Regions from separate parts of the Rattus norvegicus genome. Here all the other regions are linked to region 3. A link is a contact called in public Hi-C data. All regions are on one chromosome and are shown on one strand. The core of a region is the stretch at or near the end of the contact, and the rest is flanking DNA. Distances in the headings are between cores, read along the strand shown.

The links. Hi-C and Micro-C count contacts between places; a contact is called where the count stands out from the background.
Region 1: a contact with region 3 is called in a Hi-C map of liver, with 4 times the contacts expected there. The contact joins two enhancer-like sites. A contact is called at or near these places in 5 of 12 Hi-C or Micro-C datasets (the A7r5 cell line, frontal cortex, kidney and 2 more) and 1 of 1 datasets of contacts at active chromatin or transcription factors (oligodendrocytes).
Region 2: a Hi-C map of Schwann cells shows a contact between it and region 3, with 6 times the contacts expected there. The contact joins two enhancer-like sites. A contact is called at or near these places in 1 of 12 Hi-C or Micro-C datasets (Schwann cells) and 1 of 1 datasets of contacts at active chromatin or transcription factors (oligodendrocytes).

What each region holds. Positions count from the first base shown.
Region 1 is chr1:48,189,300-48,192,154 of GRCr8, forward strand. All of the region lies in intron 4 of Arid1b (AT-rich interaction domain 1B), which reads left to right. Among named protein-coding and RNA genes, the nearest start is that of Ldhal6b, 210 kb to the right of the region's middle. Within about 2 kb of position 1,577, at least 6 of the 93 cell types and tissues checked have an H3K27ac peak or open chromatin away from gene starts, as enhancers often do. A contact at or near this core is called in liver, where this site is marked.
Region 2 is chr1:48,385,858-48,388,635 of GRCr8, forward strand. No RefSeq gene overlaps it. Among named protein-coding and RNA genes, the nearest start is that of Ldhal6b, 17 kb to the right of the region's middle. Within about 2 kb of position 1,449, at least 12 of the 93 cell types and tissues checked have an H3K27ac peak or open chromatin away from gene starts, as enhancers often do. A contact at or near this core is called in Schwann cells, where this site is marked.
Region 3 is chr1:47,892,091-47,895,202 of GRCr8, forward strand. No RefSeq gene overlaps it. Among named protein-coding and RNA genes, the nearest start is that of Arid1b, 80 kb to the right of the region's middle. Within about 2 kb of position 1,346, at least 89 of the 93 cell types and tissues checked have an H3K27ac peak or open chromatin away from gene starts, as enhancers often do. A contact at or near this core is called in Schwann cells and liver, where this site is marked.

The DNA of each region.
Region 1 (2,855 bases), core at 327-2,826, 300 kb after region 3:
GCTTGGGCCATTGTCTCTCCAGACGAATCTATGATAGTAAGACAGGTTTGAACATCTGCCTCTGGTCCAATACAAGGTAGTTCTAGAAGAAACTCCCAGCACTTACTTGACAATAATATAATTTCACTAGCAAAATAGTTTTAGGAACTCAGCTGCATTGTTTTGCCTGTTGTACTCTTTTGAAGAAGAAACCCTGCATTTTTGTAATCCTCTTTTATAGGAACAACTAAAAAAATTATATTTACCAAGAGCAGCTTAAAATATATCACGGGAACCAGCAGGATGGCGCAGTGGGTAAAGACACTCACCACCAAGCCTGAATATCTGTGTCCCTTCCTGTTAACCGCATAGAAGCAGAGAACCAATTCTTTCCAGTTGTTTACTGACCTCTACATCTGAGCCATAGTACATATACACTCCCCAAATAAATCAATCAAACAAATAAATAACCAATAATAAAGGCCAATGCGTGCTGATAACAAGGACAAGCATATTGTGCAGAGGGTGAAAGGAACAGGAAATGGGAAGCAGAGCAATTGAGGCCATCATGGTACCCCACAAGGTGTCAGAACTTCACCTCATTATGGCTATGGCCTCCCGCTGACCTGCCCCCTTTGGGGGAGAGTGTGCACAGTCTTCCTGTGAAGGCTGGAGTGGGTTTCGGGATGTGTTCAACATGACGTGCTCCTGCCTGTGAGCTCTGAATTCCCCGACCTCCAGCTCTCCCTGGAACAGCCTTCTGGAGTCTCCTGTGTTAATACTGCTGCTGGTGCCAGGATCCTGTTTTCTGATCTTCCTGAGTCACGTAAGCCTTTCCTGGAAAGTGAACAAGAACCGAGGAGTCTTGCTGTCATTAATGTCCTCCCAGTTCCCTAGCATTCCTAGTACTTGGTGTGTGCGTGCACACACACAAACACTGTTCTCCTTACCACTTCGCTTTTTAAATTATTTTGACAATGATTTTTAGTTCTTATTTGGGGCACCTAAAATTGATTGCTATGAAGTACAAAAGGCCAAGTAAAAGTAACCAAGAATAGGGTTTTCGAGTAACTTCTGAATGTGATTGCCCCTATGTGTGACTTTTCAATGCACATCTGATTGAGTAGATGTTAGAGAAAAAGATGGCCTCTAAGGTCAATGTCACCATCTTACATCTAAGAGACCTAAAGCACGCTATCCCCTCTGTTTCTTTCTAAGCCCACTCCTTCCTATACCCTTCTAGATTTTGTGTTTCTTACCCCCTGCATCTCAGTCAGGTTCTCCTCTGGTCTGAGGCCCAGCCCCCTGCCCCTGCCCTCTCTTCCTGTGTGCTTCCTGTGGGCCTGCACCCTCACTGCCTTCACCACTCATCTGGAATTTCTCCTGAGCCACCTTCCTTTCACTGTCTTTTGTGCAGGAGAGGCCGCATGATGAGGCCTGGCCCAGTTATGCCGTGTGGCCTTTTGTTCCCAGCAAGATTGTTCTCTTAGAGACTTCATTTTGTCTATTCATCGGCTCGCTCGGGTAACAGTAAATGCGTGTTAATGATTGCTCGAGAGGTCCGATTGTGTAATGGTTGTGATGGCTGAGAGTGAAAGCCTTGTTGGTGTTGGCATAGCATGGCTTCACTCCCATCTCACTGCTGCCCATTATGTGGGTCAGTATAGAGTGGGGCGGGTTTCACTTGCGCCTCAGAGCACACTAAAAGGAAGACTGCCCACTGGGTATTTGCTGAGTGGAGACAGTTGACCCGAGAGCTGGCTGCTTGTGGTTTGTCTTAACTTAAGTAAACACACTTGTTAGTCAGTTCTGCGGTGCTATTCATTGACCTTGGGCTCCATTCTACTGTTTTCCACTCACAGCACTATCTGTGTCCCTCATGTTCTGTGTCTGTGGGACGACGGGGACAGAAAAGAACCACTTCAGTGGAGGCTGCTTCCTGAATTCTATAAAACACATGGGTTCCACCTTCATTTAAAGGTTACAGATAACAAAGGGATTAATCTGTAAAATGTTATACTAAATAGAAACGAACTTTAGTTTGTTTTTCAAAATAAGGATTTTTAATTGTGAAAATCCACATAGACTAGATTGTATTTGCCCACTATTTAAATCATATTTGGGTTTATTTCAACCTGGACATCATAAACTATTCTGAAATAATCTATATTTTACATCCTTCATATACAAGCAAATGTTATAGATGAGGCCAAAACAGCAATGATACCAGCAACCAGTGAGAACAGGGTGAAGTTAGTGTGCCAGTCCCCATCAGAGGAGTCTGGCTAGAACACACAAGAAGTCATTTTCTTCCTAGTCTTTCTGGGTTTTAAACATCTTGGAAGGACCTATCTATACTCAGTGTACCTATTGGACACTGGATGTGGATTAATCACTCATATGGCCTTGAGTTTGGCCAGCAGCAGTTCAGTAGCTAGCCCGTTAGTGGTGACCATGGAGAGCATGTCCATGGTCAGTGAGCACTGTCAGCCAACTGACTCCCAAAGTCATTTCTGTGACACTTTACCATAATGTATTTCACAGAAGAGTCAGCAGATAAAGCTGGCCATGAGGAGATAAATGGAGGACTATAGACTCCACAGTTGTAGCAAGATGCTGGGAAGCAGAATGGATGTCGCTTCAGCAAAGAAAGGCAAGCAGTTAGGGATGGTCCTGCTGTCTGTCCCAGCTGGACAAGCGCTGCGTCTCCTGGGCCACCCTCAGTATTTCTGGTTCAGAGTGTTTAGTCGAGCACAGTAAAGCTCTAGGTATTGTCCCGGCTGTGAGTACACCAGCCTGTTAAAACAGACGGCCAGTCACCTTTCTTTGAAGTTACATTAGTAGCAATTCTTCCACACCCTTGTTGTCTTCCCAAG
Region 2 (2,778 bases), core at 199-2,698, 490 kb after region 3:
AGAGAGCCCGGGCTTCTAGTCCAGCCCCGTATTATTAAGGCCACCACTTCTCTGGCTTCTTCACCCCTGATTTTAAGGTCAGGGTCCCAGAAGCCCACGGAGCCTGAGGAGGGGCAGGGAGGGAGGCTAGGGATACAGGGCACTTTCAGTCCGGGCTGCTGTCAGTCCAGAGATGCAGAGGACGAACAACAGTATAGACATGGAGCCAGAGCTGAGGGGGGAGAAGTTGAGCCAGGGTCAGGACTAGCTCTACCCTGCCATCAGGTCTCTGGGCCTTTGAAAAATCAGAGAATACTTTCCCCCATCATCATCATCATCATCACCACCACCACCACCACCATCATCATCATCATCATCAGCCAGGTTAGCATTTGTTTATTATTACATGGTCGGCGCGGCGCCGGCATGGCACACATTCGGAGGTCAGAGACAACTCTCTGGAGTGAGTTCTCACCTTATACTTACATGTGAGTCCTGAGGCTCGAACTCAGGTCAGCAAATTAGTGTGGCAATCTGCTCACACCAGGGCGCCCCTCAACCTCACCCCACCCCCACCCTGAGCCTCAAGATTCGCGTCTTAACTCTGCCCTCTGAACCACGATGCTATACTAGGCAAAGAGCGTGTCGTAGCGGTACACTGGTCTACTATAGTACAGCAGAGCAGGTTAGCTGGCCCTGTGAGAGCAGTTAGACGTGCAGTACCCGGGCCTCCATTCCCGGCTTGCTCTTGGCTGGGCAAATAGAGGACTTTCCAGCTTTCCTGCTCCACCCTCACCCACAGTCTTCGCTGACGGAGAATGGGCTACTCTGGCGGTCAGACGTGGCCTTGAATCTGAGCTTCAGCGCTTACCGGGCACGTGAGGTGGACTCAGTTATCATGTCTGATTTGAGCCTCAGCTGTGTGACTCTGGAAGGATGTTCTTTGACCTTTCCAAGCATAGCGTTCCCTCTTTTCACGGTGATGATACGATGACGATGACGATGATGGTGGTGATGGTGGTGGTGGTGATTATAATGATGACGATAATGATGTCCACGTTGTGAGGCTGTATGTGACAAAGCTTTAATAATAGTTCCTGAGTATAGCAAACACCGCACAAATATTACCACTGTTAGCGCTAGGGCCAACCATTGTGTTCCCCCTCCTATCCCTTGGTCCTATCCAAGTCCCTCCAGTGGGACTCTGAATTGCTGGGCCTTCCTGTGCATGGCACCAGAAGTCTCTAGAAGGTTCTCCTGCCCGTGGGTCCTTGGAACCCAGCACCCTCAGAGCTTGACTTGGCTTGCCTGGAGCTCTCTGGAGATTGCAAGTGAGGAGCCCTAGTAGATTTTGCGCTCTCAGCCAGAGAGCTGCTCTGTCCTTCGAGGCAGCATCTCCACCCCAGCTACAGCACGGCCTCTTGATCTCATTGGCTCCAGGGAGCTCTGCTGGGTGCAGTCCTCAGCCCACGCCCTCCTGCTCGCAGCCTTAGAATCAGTCCCGCCGGGCTCTGCGCCCCCTCCTGGCTGCTGGGGGTAGTGCCTCGCTCTTGTCTTTTCCCACTCTTTTCTTTTCCCTGGCGAGAAACTTGAAGTTTTTAACAGGATGGCTGTCTAGTTATGCCATGTCCCCACCTAGTGCCAACCACAACAACTGTGCCTTTTATGAAGGAGAGAAGGAAGGAAGGAAGGAAGGAAGGAAGGAAGGAAGGAAGGGAGGGAGGGAGGGAGGGAGGGAGGGAGGGAGGGAGGGAGGGAGGGAGGGAGGGAAAGAAGCAAGCAAGGAAGGAAAATACCAATGTTATTTGTCACAAACTCAGAAAATTTGATTGGTTTCTGTTTGCACTGTTTAGAAGCCAAATCTAAATCTAGTCTTAATCACCAACCCAAGCCTTTTGTAAACTGGTCCTTTCGGAGTGGTTTCCCTCCGCCCGGCGCAAGTGTTGGTAGCTAAGAATGTCTGTGCCTGTATCTGGCCGGCCGGTGCACACTCATGTCTCTGTATGCCCCGTACTGGTTGCTGTGTGTTGGGGAGGGGGGGTTGCTCCCAGATCCTTTCGCTCTGCCCCACTCCCTTTAACAAAAGGAGAGTAGCACTCAGAGCACTGTGGAGATGCAGCCCACAGCCTGTGCACTGAGGCTCCCGCCAGTCAGCCCCACCCTCCCTGGTCTCTCTGGCAGGACCCTGCGCCCCCTGCTGGCACTCTGCAGGGCAGGTGGTGCCCTTCAGTTGGCTCCCTTGGCCCTCGTAACTGGGATGAAAGTGACATTTTGCTGTGCGGCCCAGAAGACCAAGTCTGGAGGTAACCAAGGCTGGCAACGGCTTGCTGAGAGGGCACAGTGACATTAGGCTGACTTTTTTTCAGGCCGGTGAACGCAGAGGCTGTGGAGGAGTAGAATTCAAGGTGGGTGAGGCTGCAGCGAATTATTGTGGTCTAGGAAGGTCACGGCTGGCAACGGGAGAACTCACAGCAAGGATGCATTCCTGGGACACATGGCAAAACAGAAGAGCGGTCCTCAGGCTGTGGCCATTCTACCTGCAGCAGCAGCCTCCCAGGTTCTGGGAGGAACAAATGGGCCAGCCAGGGTCCTCTAAAGTAGACTGTTGAATGCAATCAGCCTCTGCCCTCGGGGACTGGCAGGTTGCTATAACCTCATACCAGAAGGTAATCTGCCAAGAGGTAACAAAAACAAACTTAGGGGACTTGTGATATACACTGTTACTCAGACCCCACCTCAGGTGAGCTGTAATTCTGTGTGAAGTCGTTTCCTCAGAACCACAGGGCTCAACACAGCACA
Region 3 (3,112 bases), core at 96-2,595:
CTCCTTACCCTCACGGTTTTGAGACGTTTTTTAAAATTATAACTTCTTTAAAGTTTCCATTTTAAGCCTTTGGTTTTGTTCAAAGCTGTTAGTTTTCGACTTAAGGGAAATTTTGTTTGTTTGTTTGTTTGTTTCTGCTCTCAACTGTTATAAGCCCCATAGTTTAGTTTTAAGGACTCGAGTCACAGTATACCTTATTTGTCCCCTTGTGTCTGCTACTGCAGCCCTGGGTGTTTTGTATAATGCATGAGTGAGCCCCGCTTAGAAATAGAAATGCATTTTCAATAAGTATTTATTATGTTGTTCTGAGCATACAGCTTTAAATTTGCCCGCTGTAGCTTGAAGCATTACACAAACTGTTGGTCTGCCGACTGCCTCTCTGGCAGCAGCACACAGAAAATAGATTGCTAAGGGTTTTTTCCCCCCTCCTCCTCCCCCTCCTCTCTTCCCTCTCTCCCTCCCTCGATTTTCCTTTTTCTCGTTTTCTCTAAACCAGTCTTGAACATTTTTTTAAAAAATCTTGTGGCATTTTTAATCAACACGTATTTCCTTCCAAGACCTATGCTCCTCTATTGATTCCCATTAAAATGCTTTTCTTTTCTTTGACCCCCTCTGCTGATCGAATTTCAGATCAGCCACAGGATATGCAACTAACCTTCCGGCACTACTGAACCCAGCCGAGCGAGGGTGATCAAAAGACTTGATGCATTCATTAAACATTCCCCTCGCCCGGGCAGAAGCTCTAATGGAAGCTATCTTTTTGCACGGCAATCCTCCCCCCCCCCTTTTTTTTTTGTCTTTCCCTCCACCCTCCAAAAGAAAAAAAAAATGTTTTTTTGCCTTTGATCGCAAGGGAGGGGAGGGGGGAGAACATGAGAACAAAAGAGACCTATCTTTTCCCCCCGGGCTGACGTCAGTTTGATTTTACTGACAACTATTCGAGCGTGCGGAGCAGTTGGAAGCGGCCCCAGCCGCCCCCGCCCCCCACACCTTCCACTTTGGGGAGAAACTAAGACTTTTAGCAGCTCCGGAGACGCGCCCTGAAAATGGCCCGCTCGGCAAAGGGCATCCGAGGCTTATTTGTGTGGCACGATCTTTACTGGGGCGGAAAACACGCGGCGGGGGAGGAGCGGGAACGGGCGCAGCGGGGCGGGGAGAGCCAGGAATGTTCCTTCCCGGCTGCGAGCCCGAGGACGCGGGCCGAGGAAACAGGCCCCGCCCGGCCGTCGCGGGTCCGGGCGCGGGCGGCTCCGGGCGGCTCCGGGCGGGGCGGCGGCGCGAGGGTTCCGGCCTGACGGAGCCGGGGGAGCAAGGAGCCCGCGACCCCTCCGGCGCGCGTGCGCGGTGCGGCCCTCACACACACCACCGCCACCAACCACCCCCGGCCGCGGAGGCCTCTGCGACGCCTGTCTCCGCTCCGGGAGCGCGGCGGGCGGCAAAACCCGGTCCGGATGGGGTGCGGATCATACTGCGTGGCGTAGAGGCCCCGCTCCGGCGTCCTCCACCCTGCTGGAGAAGCCTTCGAGTTCCCAGTCGGGCCCCGGAGGCAAAGCCTCGGCCGAGGGCAACGCCACATCTGCGGTTGCCAGGACCCTAAGATGTATGAGCGACCTGAACCGTTTCTGGAAAAGTCATATTTTCCAGGCTTTCGTGAAGTAGTCACCGCTCCTGTTCTAAATCTGGAGGCGGCTGTGTATCTATTTCAGGGAGAGAGGAAGAAGTAAAAACTAGACCGGACTCCGGGAAACGTGGGCAGCGAGGTTGGACCGTGCCTGAGGTCCACTCAGTCCCCGTGACTCCTCAGACCTGGGTGTCTTCATTAGCTTAGGGTGTGTTAGGGGGCTCTGCAGGGAGGGGATTAGCATGGCCCAAAGGCTGGGGGCGTGGCTGGGGTAGAGGTTTAGGGTTCACCCCAGCAGCTGGACAGAATCCAACTCTTCTTTTAGGGTCTTGATTTTTCCCAAGTGGAAACATGCATAAAATAAAAAGTCAGTTTTTCATTTGACACCTTGTGTGCACTGCTGTCTTTTTTTGGTTTATTTTTGAGATGGTTGGGATGGAACCCAGAGCCCTTTGCCTGCTAAGCAACTACAAGTCTCTGCCAACTGAACTGTGTCTCCGACCACCCCTCTGGAATAGTTTGAGTATGTGTATGTGTTTCTAACCATCTCCAAACGGCTGTGAGGATCCCCAAGTATGAGTAGCAAGGTTTATTATTTTGGTATTTGCCCTAGGCCCTAGGCCAGTGTTCACCATAAGCACTGAGTACATTTTTCTGGATGAGTGTATGTTGGCAAGAATGAAGTCCTGGGAAGCTAGCATGAGGATCATTAACTTTAATTGAGTGGGGGGGTCAGGATAGGCTTCATGAAAGGTTAGTCCATTGAACAGAACCTTGGGGACCAGCCACAGATGACAGGAAAGGCACTTCCACATTGAGGTCAGAAAGTGAGCAAAGGAGTGAATGTACGATAGGAACATAGTAGGGCTAAGTAGTAATGTTAATATGTGATACAATAGAGAACATGGACAAACAGGAACCACAAAAAAAAAAAAAAAGCAAAGAGCTGTAAGCAGTTTTGGTAACTTCAGAAAATGTACACGGAATGAAAAATGCCAAGAAAAATCTCTGAGTTGGGAGTTAGGGAGGCACTGAGGGAGTTGGGGAGACTATGAGGTTCTCTCTGGAAAAAGACGTTAAGTGTGGAACCGATGTTTTCATTAAACATCTTTGGCCATTAGGGTCTTTCTCATTGGTGAAGACATGAGTTGATTTAGAAACAGAAAGGTATTAGTCATCTCTGTAAAGAGATGGGATGCGCTGGAGACAAGATAAATGTCTGCCTTCAGGAATGCTAAATAAATGGTGGCAAGGTCACAAAATGGAGAGCGAGGGAATGTGTAGTGAAGACATCAAAAATATAATTCAGGACGGGAGGGATGGCTCGGCCTTTAAGAGCATCCGTTGCTTTTGCAGAAGGCTCATCTTGGTTCCCAGTACCCACAAGTCACCTCATAATTGTAACTCCAGCTTCAGGGACTCAGCACCAGGCACACACATGCTGCCCCACGTATATGAAGGCAAAACTCACATACATAAAATATAAATAAT